Linked DNA regions of Zea mays: regions 1 and 2 are each linked to region 3. The links are chromatin contacts, called in public Hi-C maps. All regions are on one chromosome and are shown on one strand. The core of a region is the stretch at or near the end of the contact, and the rest is flanking DNA. Distances in the headings are between cores, read along the strand shown.

Region 1 (3,360 bases), core at 834-3,333, 380 kb after region 3:
AGAACTTTGCAAGGGTTTATTCCATTCAGGATGCAACTAACCTTAGTGACAAACGGTCCAGGTAAGTCTCTCTCTCGATTGGAAGCCACTTTGGGAACTGATCAAGAATCCAGGACATCGCAAACCAGATTTCACAGATTACAGATATGAGCCACAATGCAAATGCATCTTTCGCCGGATGCATCACTCGGTAGTGGAAGAAGAAACCCAAAACCACCAACCGGATAACGATAATCATCCTGTAGGGATTAATTCGGCTTGATGATATAGGGACTTTTCTGGACAATGGCTGCCTAGCTTCATCCATTCTGCACAAGAAATTTACATAACAATTTAGAACCATCTACTAGTAATACTCTATGAAAAGAAAAGGCAAAGTTTTCGTTATCAAAAACTATATTGCAGATGACTTAGAAGATAAAGATAAGATCATAAAATGCAATGCAAAATTATCTACACCACTATGTAGGTTTCTATGAATATACATGCAACGAACATGATGAAAAACATTAACATGAAATGAAGCAACAGATACACCACTTAAAAAAAAAATATAGTTGATGTATCATCTTAGTCTACAAATTCAGCATTGCATAAACAGTTGAGCTTGTATTCTGGATTCTCTCCAACTCATGTAGTTGTGTGGCATCTAGCAATGTAGTAAGTAATAACAAAGCTATATCTGCATATTTTTAGATATACTGTGATTAAATACTGTAACCCTTTATTTCCTAACTAAATTTGATATCACTTTTGTGTGTGCCTAGTTTGAGATTAACAGTTTAATAAAAGTGTACATCGCACTCTTATAACTCATTAGATATCTAGTGCAAGCAGATGGCATCAGCTTACTTCAGCAATAAGCATACAGACTGTAGCGCACCGTCAGCACTCAGCACCCAAAGGAAAGTAATCAAAGAACTACTCATAAGTCAACAAGTGCGGATGAGCACAGCACATACAGTGGCAGATCTGCATCGTCGCCATCCCAATCACCGCCACCCTCGCTCCTGACATGCTGCAGGCGCTCCTGCTTCTGCTTCCAGCCCTCCATTCTCTCCTTCCAGGCCACGCTGCCATATCCGTAGGCGGCCAGATCCTTGGACGGGTCCATGGATCTCGGTTGCACTGCGGCACCAGCAAGACGGTCGTCAGCACACGGGTAGACATTATGGCATTCGCACTGGCAGATTCCAACAGCAAACAGCGTCAATAACGCACCTGGAAGGTTGGGATCTGCGAAAGGGAGCGGGTGGATCCTCTTGCCCCCGCCGCCGCCGCCGCTCATGTAGGACGGCACGAGCGCGTGCTGCTCCGGCGGGATGTCATCAACCTAGGGACGCGGCGAGCATGTCATGATCGAGCTCAACTTCAACCGAAAGCAATGCAAGAAAGCAAGCGGCAGAGGAGAGGGAGAGGAGCAGGCGTACCATCTGGCCGTTGGTGAGGAGCGGCACGTTGGGGACGGGGCTGAAGCCGGGGTGCGCGTCGCCGCCGCGGCCGTAGCTCATCTGCGCCCTGAGCATGGACTCGGCGACGTACTGCGGGTCGTCCTCGTGGGCGGCGCCGTCCTGCAGGCCGAACTCGCCCTCCAGGTCGTCGACGCCGTCCTCCTCCTCGTCGCCGGCCACCCGCGGGCAGCCCTTGAGGCGCTTGTAGCGGGTCCTGCACTGCGGGCACGCCTGCGAGCCCTCGCGGCGCTCGTACTCGTAGCAGGCGCGGCAGACGGGGAAGGCGCACTCGTTGCACGCCACGAAGGGCTCCCCGTCGAAGCCCACCCCGACCTCGTCGCCGCATATCTGGCACGGCGCCTCCGCCCGGCGCGCCGCGCCGCCGCCCGCGGCTCCCGACTCGCGGTCGCGGCGGATCACCACCAGCTCGTTCCGGTTATGCGAGCCGGCCACCAGCCCCGCGCTAGCCTCCATCTCAGGCCCCCCGCCCCGCCCCGCCGGATCTCGCTCGCGCACGAACCCCGCGGCGGCGGCACAGCGAAATGCACGTAGTCCTCCCCTCCTCTGGTCTCCCGGCCGCGGCGACCGCTCACATGCGCACGCGGCTGTGGCGGGTGGGGGTTGTGCTTGGCGCGGCGCCGCTCTGGGCTGCGCTAAGCTGCTCCGGCTCTGGTATATGAGCTGTGGGATGGGTGGGTGTGGTGGTGTGGTGTATAATAATGCCGCGCCGCGTTGGCGTTGGTGCGTTGCTTGTAGAGGCGAGCAGCGCAACCACCGCGTTGTTACCAGCTGCTGATGATTAGCGTGCTGAGGCTTTTCTTTTGTTTTTTTTTCTATCTCTCTCTAAAGAAAAGGAGGGGAGAGAAAGTGTCGGTGTCGGTGAAGCACCAAAACGGCAACTATTGATTGGACTGACAGTGGGTGATAGGGAGAGAGGGGTGGGAAAAGGAAAAGGTTGGTAGAATGTCTGATCAGCTTAATTGTGCTTTTGCTGGCCTGGACATCTCTATTATTAAGGGAAGGTTAACAGCGACACCTGATGTGAACTTGGGTAAAAAATTTCAGTTATGGCTAGTTTGATTTATTTTTTCAAAGTTCCTACCAAAAAAATAAGCTAATTTCTTTTAGATAAATAAAAATCACTTGAGAAAACGTGGTTTCCAAATTAGCCCTTAAAAAAATGTTCGACAAAAGTTTTTATCAAACTACTCAAAGAAAATCTACAGTTTTGATACCATAAATCTGTGGCTTTACAACCATTAACACACGTCTCGTCTTAATTTCTCTAACATTGTGACGATTGACGAATCTATGGCATGCTATCAGTAGCGATGGGGGTGGCTATGAGTAGTGTTGCGTTGCGCCAAATTGTTTTGAAATGCACACATTTCCATTGTTTATGCTATCTTAATATGATTTCATTGTAGAGTACTCCCCCATTAATAAATATATGATACCGTTGACTTTTTTAAAAAAACTTTAACCACTTGTTTTATTCAAAAAATAATAAATTATTATTTTTTTGTTATTTGTTTTATCACTAAAGTGATTTATGCTTGGCTTAAAATTTTACATTTTTGAATAAATATTTTGAATAAGCCGAGTGGTCAAAGTTTTTGAAAAAAATCAACGGTATCATATATATATATATATATATATATATATATATATATATGTGAATGAAGGTAGTATATATTATTTTTTGTAGTCGTGATGAACTCAAGGAAGGGGGATTTCCGGTTATTACCAGCATTTCCTAAAAGTAAGACTATTCTTGTATTCATCACCAATGTTCAAGTACAGTTGGTCAAGTCTTGTATTATCACAGTCACATTAAATCTTTAGCTAGGACCACTTCTTGTTTTATCATGGTGTTCGTTAGAATGGGAGGCAATCTTAAGTGAGTCTG
Region 2 (3,396 bases), core at 163-2,662, 410 kb after region 3:
TACCAAAAACAGAAACGAAAAAAAAAAGCAGGCTGATTAAGTGATTAGCGTCGCTCCGAATGACAGTTTCAAGTTGGAGATCTTTGTTTATGTCAAATTGCACCCTGTTCAAATACTCTGGACCGTTCCAGTGGTAGCTCGTGTGGACACCGTGGCTTACACACTCCATCTTCCACCATCTTCACCTATCCACCATCTGTTTCATGTCGATATATTACCAATGAGAGTTAGTTACTGCTGTGCCGCCCAAACCGTGTCCAGGAAAAATGGCTAGAACCAAAAGTAAAAAATATATTAACTATTAGGATTAAAACTATGAAAGTATGAATGACAAAATGTAAAAAGAAAAACAATAGCTGATCACGTTTCTGTAACTTTTATAACCGACACAATGATTGCTGATCCAGTTGTAAAAAACGATCCATCCATATCTTCACAAAGAAAAGAAAAGAAAAGAAAAAAGATATTCGCACAATGGTGAAAAAAGATAAAATTTTGTCCGTAGTTTCATGTTGCAGTATACTATATATTGAACAGAAGATTTAATGCTTTGTGAAAATTACTTTTCATGATCACATTGTTGCATCGACCTTGTAATGTAAAAACAAAATCTGTATTCTAAGTTACCAGCACTCAAACTTCAAAAAGGTTTAACCTATGACCATCCTATATCAAAGAGTATTGCAGTTTTAGCTACTTAGCACTAAAAAAGTTTTAAACTTGGACTATCCTTAAATCTAGGAGTGGTTAACTGGCGCCCTGTCAATATAGTTGTACCATCCCCAAATTATATTCCGGTGCACAGGTCCATAATTTAGCATTACTTAGTTGCTCGTACATTGCTACGGATTTTATATATCATACGAGTATATTTCGCTTGAATGGGATATTTATACCAGCATGATTTTAATTTATATATATATATATATATATATATATATATATATATATATATATATATATATATATATATATATATATATATATATATATATATATATATATATATATATACACACAGATATTGACGCTTTAGGGGTGTTTGGTTTCAGCCAATTAAAATTTAGTCTCTGTCACATCAAATGTCTATATGATTGTTACAAGTATATAGATTAAATATAGTCTAATTATAAAACTAATTACATAGATGAGGACTAAAAAGACAAGACAAATTTATTAAATCTAATTAAATCTATATTTAATATTTATACTTGATATTTAAATAGTTGACGTAACACAGGTTAAATTTTAGTCCGTGGAACCAAATACTCCCATGTTGTAGTAGTAGACTTACCTGGCGGAAAAAAAAAAAGACACTGCGCCAAGAAAAACGAGCAGTACCTGTACTTGTTGGGCCTAAACAGTTTGCGAGCCCAATTCCCTTGCGTGCGATATGAGTTTTGTGTCTACGCAGCACATTTGGATTTGCCACGTACGGACCAGACAACAGAACAGAGGCAAGTAATTTTGGCCCACTGGAGAGCATCCGATTGCAAAAAGTGGTGACTTGTTGATCTCAACTAGTTACTTGCCCATGCATAAATAATGTTTCTATATATATCATATAGGCTAACATTTGCTTAAATACGATAATTATTCAAATACGATATAAATTCATAAATTAGTTGAGTGCGAATGGCGAGATATGTGGTGCGGGCTTAGACAAGTTCAAAATTTTTCTCTCACGTTTTCACGCTTGAGAGATCACGAACACTGAGGATGGAGGTATTGAACTATAGGTAATCAAATGGGTTGTGTCTAGCATGCCAACCTAAGGCACGATCCATTTAATAGTGTCACCGCGCGGCTTGATACAATTTAAAGTGGGCTCTTATCGTGTCTCGGTCGTCTTCACGGCCATAGTGCTCGGCTCGGTCTGGTACAATTTTTATGTTAAAATTATTAGTATATATATTTATAGTACCTATCCTTTATATATCACAAATCAACAAGTGATGTCGTGGTTAGAAGGAGATATTTTGTTCCTTGCGACCTGGGTTCAAAAATTATTTTTGGCAGGTGGGAGGCGAACGAGCGCATGCGAAAAGGAGGACGACGTACGAAGGAGAAACCCCACATTATAGTAGTAGAGATCAGCACTCTTGGAAGTTTACAATTGACATACTTTGGAAGGCAGTAGTACAATGCCACATTTTAGTGTTTGCTAACCTTAGCCTAGCGCAAAGAGAGAAAGAGAGGTGGCTCAGTTACGGTTGCCAACAATAGTGGCAATAGCACCACATATAAGGTGTGTCCCTTCAACCGTAGTTGTAAAAATCTGTAACAGAGTATGGATCCATTCGTGACTTGGGTCTATGATACATCACACCTGCACATTGAGGAAAATCCAAATTGCTAGGACGTGACATCCTAGACCAAGACCTAATAGAATTGATAGAATACTTATACCAACAAAGTTATCTTCTTCTTTTAGAAGTATGACTCGAAAGAACCCCTAGTCTATGTGTGCTTGTACAATGGAGGCATGCAAAGATTTGGTTGTGTGGGGTAACCAGTTGGGATACTTTATGTCTCTTTAGATTGAAAACCCCTCGGGACCTGAAATACCTATCATACCCCTATGGTACAAAAATTACTTCCTTGCCCTCACTGTAGGTAGATTTCTCTTCCTACACCGCTGCCACTAATTACTCTAAAGGATAAAATACTCCCAAGTCATCATTTTTAGGCTATCTCCAACCTCCAACGCTATCTTCTATATCTCTCTCTTCTATATCTGTCCTTCACATTCTACTCTAAAAGATTTCCTTCTCTATTTCTCGTTCGTACCTAACATTATCCTCTTCATCTATTTCTCATTCGTCTCTAACATTATCCTCTTCATCTATTTCTCATTCGTCTCTAACATTATCTTCTTCATATCATTCTCTATAAGTCAAAGACCGATATTAGAGATGTTATTTGCTCTTAATTTTTATGCACATATATTTTCATACCCTTAAATGTGTATGCATATTTTAGTTTTGTTTAATCCACTGTCTAAATGTAAACGGATAGACAAACCTCTCCACATAGACAAACTCCACGATCCGCGGATGGAAGCATAACAACCTCTCCACCCCACTTCCGCACGTTCCCTTTCCATGACCTCCACCTTGCCCAGTTTAGCGGGCAACTAAGGAACATAAATGGGGAACGTGCGACACGGAGGCTGTGTGTGCGCAAACGAGGGAGAGGAACACAAGGCTAGTTGTCACACCTAGATTTAGAAGGTTAACCGAATGCGAACCATGTACGTGCCAGGATCAGAAATTCACGTACACAACAATTACATAATTGAACATCATCACACAATGCTGAAATAATAGAGGAAATAAGTATTACTTTATTACACCATGATGCCCAAAACATCCCCATAGTCATTAACTTAAATAT
Region 3 (3,762 bases), core at 1,013-3,512:
CCGCCACTCCAATTAGGAGCTTTTTTCCGATATGCTATTCTCTTGTTAGTAGCCCAATTCTCAATCATATGATTAATATTAATGGGTCCCTCTATATTTAAAACAAGGTAAATAATTATCCAAATATTTTTTATAAGGTAACAATAAATAAAATATGTTGAATAGTCTCGTTCTGATTAAAAAACAGCATTTCATACTACCTAAACGCCCACGTTTAGCCTAGCCCACGCGTGTTTCCGAACAGGATCCAATCTCCGTGACCCTGTATCCCGGGCAATCCACGAACGAAAAGCTGTGGAACTCATCCCGGCCACGATGGTTGAAGCGACGACGGCGGCACGATTCGGAGGAAGGGAAGGGACGACGGCAGCGACACAAAGCCCCTTCCACCACTGTCCGCCCTCTTCGTCGGCGATCTAAGGCTGCCCGCACTGGCGTACTGGAAACACGACTGGAAAGGATGCCGTATGATATAGAGTTCGAATTTAGGTGCAGCGGTTCACTGGAAAGACGACGCTAAAATACAGTTGGCTAGCAACGACCCTATATACAGCGTTCGCGTCCGTGGGACTGCACAGGAGACAGGCGGGACCACGGCTGGGGCCTGACGCAGACGTTGTGAGAGGCTGGTTTGGAGGGAGTTGAAAAATAAATAATAGAATATGTTGTAGTTGGTATAGAGTAGATATTTAGGGTAAATATGAATGCAGAGTATTATAGGATAGAGTAGAGAATCTCAGTGACCAGGACGAAATATTTCTTTTAGAGTAGAAATTTAGGGTTTCATGAGTGCGAATAGCCTAACGTGGGCTTAGTATAGACAAGGCAAGCTTGGTGTCTCCATCGTCCTATGTTAGAATTGAACGTTGCAAAAAACTCTAAAGGTACCACCACCTCTCTAGAGTGTCCGTGGGCCCTCCACTCCGAGTTGTCACTCCCGGCACCGGCATACCGCACCGGTTTCTTTTTCTTGAGCCGATGGAGTCAAGCTCTCCCAATTATATTCCATCGGCCATGCATGCTACCCGAATCTTCCTGCCGCGACTCATGAATCAAGTTCTTCTGGTTTTGTCACGATCCTACTCACTGCTCCCAGATGCTGGATATATTAGGTGGACATACCCCCCCGGCCGGCCGCATTTTAATTTTTTGCAAATGCGCAGTGCGCTTGACCTCAGGGGCTAGCTACCGATCACTTCTCCTTGTCTCAGCAGTCAGCAATTGATAGCACAAAAGTCATTAGCCTGGGGCCGGCCTTCCCACTGAGGAAAGGAACAACAGGTTTCCACTAAACTAACTTTAGCTCTCGTTTTTTTTCTTTCCTGCATGCACGTACGGTACAGAGAAGGCGCGCGCGCGCGCGCACACACACACACTCGCTCAACTTTCATCTAGTGTGCACAGGCTATGTCCTTGTCGTCGTACGTCCGTCCCAGAAATCACTATGATGAACTGCATCAACACCACCAGCAGCAACTGTTCCCTGCTGAGACAAGCGCACTGCGCATTATCGGTTGAATGGTTTCCGGTAACTGAAAATTATCGTACATGTTTTCATCCCTACTGTTGAACAATTATCGGTTGAATGCGCAATGGGTGGAGGAAATTCAGAATCATTGAAAACTAGTCAGTAATTTTCACCCCCAGCGGTCCAGTGGAATTCAGGCAAATAATTTATTTACGATAAGTTCCATCGAAGACAATGCCATGAGAAATACATATAAGCCATCAAGACACTTCCTTTGTGCATATAAGCTAACTAACGGGTTGCCTGATTTGCTATTCTTACATAGTCACTCCATAAGAAGAGTTTATTTTAAGGCCTATTCCGATTGCATAAGGATCGAGGGTACTGATGGGATTAAATCTCATTCCATTCAATTTTGAGTAGAAATATATTTAATTCCTTTCTAACCAAACAAGCAAATCATTGAAAAAAAATTAGTCATAACTAGGGGTGTAATATGAACAAATATTATCCGACATCCGATAAAGAATCATTGAAAAGAAAATTAGTCACAACTCACAACTATTTTTAGTGGGTGAGCTTCTATAAAAAAATGCTCCACCAAATAGCTGTAAACCCAAACCGTTTAGCCTGGCTACGAAAACCCATGAAAATCCCAGTGGGCTTGAAGCAAGAGCAAGATTCGGCCCAATAAACCCCTCACATTTTTCACGGGGCCCAGCCATCGGAATGGCGGGATTCCGAAATTTGAAATTCTGGCCTCCTCGCTTGCGTGGCTTTTCATTCCCACCTTCTTCCTTGCCCCCAGCGTCCAGCGACGGCGGCGGCGACGACGACTCATCGCAGCGGGGGAGGACGGATGGCCGCGTCGTGCGGCACTCCGAGTCCGGCTAAGCGGCCCCGTCACTCTGACGTCGCCTCCTCCGGCGGCGACTCTGATTCTGACTCTGACGGGGACCTCGTCAGGTACGGCCGGCCTCACCTCAGCGCCTCCCCTCGCTCACGGACTCGCTCTAGAACATTCCTCTTTCGAGTTGGATTGCGAGCGATCCTTTTCTTCTTGGTTTCCCGGCATTATCCGAGATGTTCAATTCCGTGGTTGCGGCGGCAGTGACCTCAGGGAGATCGTGTGCCTGCTGCGGCTTATCAAGGGTGGGGCCAACAAGGACGGGCAGAAGATCTGTGAGCAGGTCATTGCCAGGTGAGATGCAAACCTGTAGGAATCCGAATCTCCTTGCGACTGCAAACAATTGGGCTCATCGCATAGGTATTCGTTAATGTCAATGTTTTGTTGCATGATGCTGATGACTTACGATTGCACCGACCATTGGCCTGTATGATTACATTCGTCAGTTTTTGTTGCGTTTACATATTGCTGGTGAAATGTTGTCCTATCTGCCGTCTGCAGTCAATGCAATTGTGCTACCATTTAGGCTTCAATGCAGTTTTGGCAAGGGAACTCGTAATGGCCCGCGTTTTTTTGTAGTGAATGGATGGAATTAAGACAATATTTTTGATAATTGTGCTGTTCTGTGTATGGAGCTTTATGTTTCATGGATTAACCTTTGGTGTTTTGTTGATGTTGCTGTGCCATATAGCTTGTGGTCTGAATTTCTTCCTAAAGTAGTATTACTCTTCTTGCAATGGAGGTCCGGTTCGGCCCTCGTCCCAATAATATGATAGTTGTAGTCGCATAATTGTAAGAGTGAGTTTATCCATGTGACTTGTCGAATTTTTCTCTGCTGAGTAGGCTAAATGCATGGTCTGATGAAATCTGGAGGTCCTATTCCTTCATCTGTATCACTACAGTTTGTTGTTAATTGTTTCTTAACCTGTAGTGTGGCAGCAGATATTCAGACTATGCTAGAAGAAACCCAACTGAAATTTGAGGAGGAAAGGTATTTGGTATTTGAACCACTCAATTTTCCCCCATTAACTTACTGAGAGCATCTGAAGCCAGTTATAATTACGGGAGCTAAACAAAAATATACATCTTCTGTGAGAACACACTAATCTGTGTTCCTATTTGTGCATGCAGACAGAATTCGTTAAAAGTACTGTCTAACACTTCCAAAGAGGTATTCATAACAACCTGTACTCCAGGGTTTTATTTTCTTCTAAAATGACATGGATTTGTACTTTAGCAGTGTGAGAGTTCACTGAACGAAGAGTACAGCAAGTTTCAGGAAACATATGATACGTTCTGTAAAGAAAAGGATGCTCACATGCAGACTTTCAGAGGTAGGTCAAACAAGAGCAGTATCAATTTCTTCACTTCCATATGAAGCATGGCT

What was found. Hi-C and Micro-C count contacts between places; a contact is called where the count stands out from the background.
Region 1: a Hi-C map of ear shows a contact between it and region 3, with 2.7 times the contacts expected there. The contact joins the promoter of LOC541806 here to the promoter of LOC100501039 in region 3. A contact is called at or near these places in 6 of 25 Hi-C or Micro-C datasets (ear, endosperm, leaf and 2 more) and 1 of 3 datasets of contacts at active chromatin or transcription factors (leaf).
Region 2: a Hi-C map of tassel shows a contact between it and region 3, with 3 times the contacts expected there. The contact joins the enhancer-like site here to the promoter of LOC100501039 in region 3. A contact is called at or near these places in 4 of 25 Hi-C or Micro-C datasets (bundle sheath, ear, leaf and 1 more).

The regions. Positions count from the first base shown.
Region 1 is chr7:27,377,913-27,381,272 of Zm-B73-REFERENCE-NAM-5.0, reverse strand. LOC541806 (cellulose synthase 8) reads right to left here and starts at 2,083. Exons shown (of 12, transcript NM_001111488.2): 1 at 1,431-2,083; 2 at 1,222-1,333; 3 at 963-1,128; 4 at 42-308. The coding sequence starts at 1,925.
Region 2 is chr7:27,345,922-27,349,317 of Zm-B73-REFERENCE-NAM-5.0, reverse strand. No RefSeq gene overlaps it. Among protein-coding and RNA genes, the nearest start is that of LOC541806, 32 kb to the left of the region's middle. Within about 2 kb of position 1,412, at least 15 of the 20 cell types and tissues checked have an H3K27ac peak or open chromatin away from gene starts, as enhancers often do. A contact at or near this core is called in bundle sheath, ear, leaf and 1 more, where this site is marked.
Region 3 is chr7:27,753,779-27,757,540 of Zm-B73-REFERENCE-NAM-5.0, reverse strand. LOC100501039 (Transmembrane and coiled-coil domain-containing protein 5B) reads left to right here and starts at 2,262. Exons shown (of 8, transcript NM_001346059.1): 1 at 2,262-2,434; 2 at 2,580-2,669; 3 at 3,307-3,366; 4 at 3,507-3,546; 5 at 3,613-3,709. The coding sequence starts at 2,328.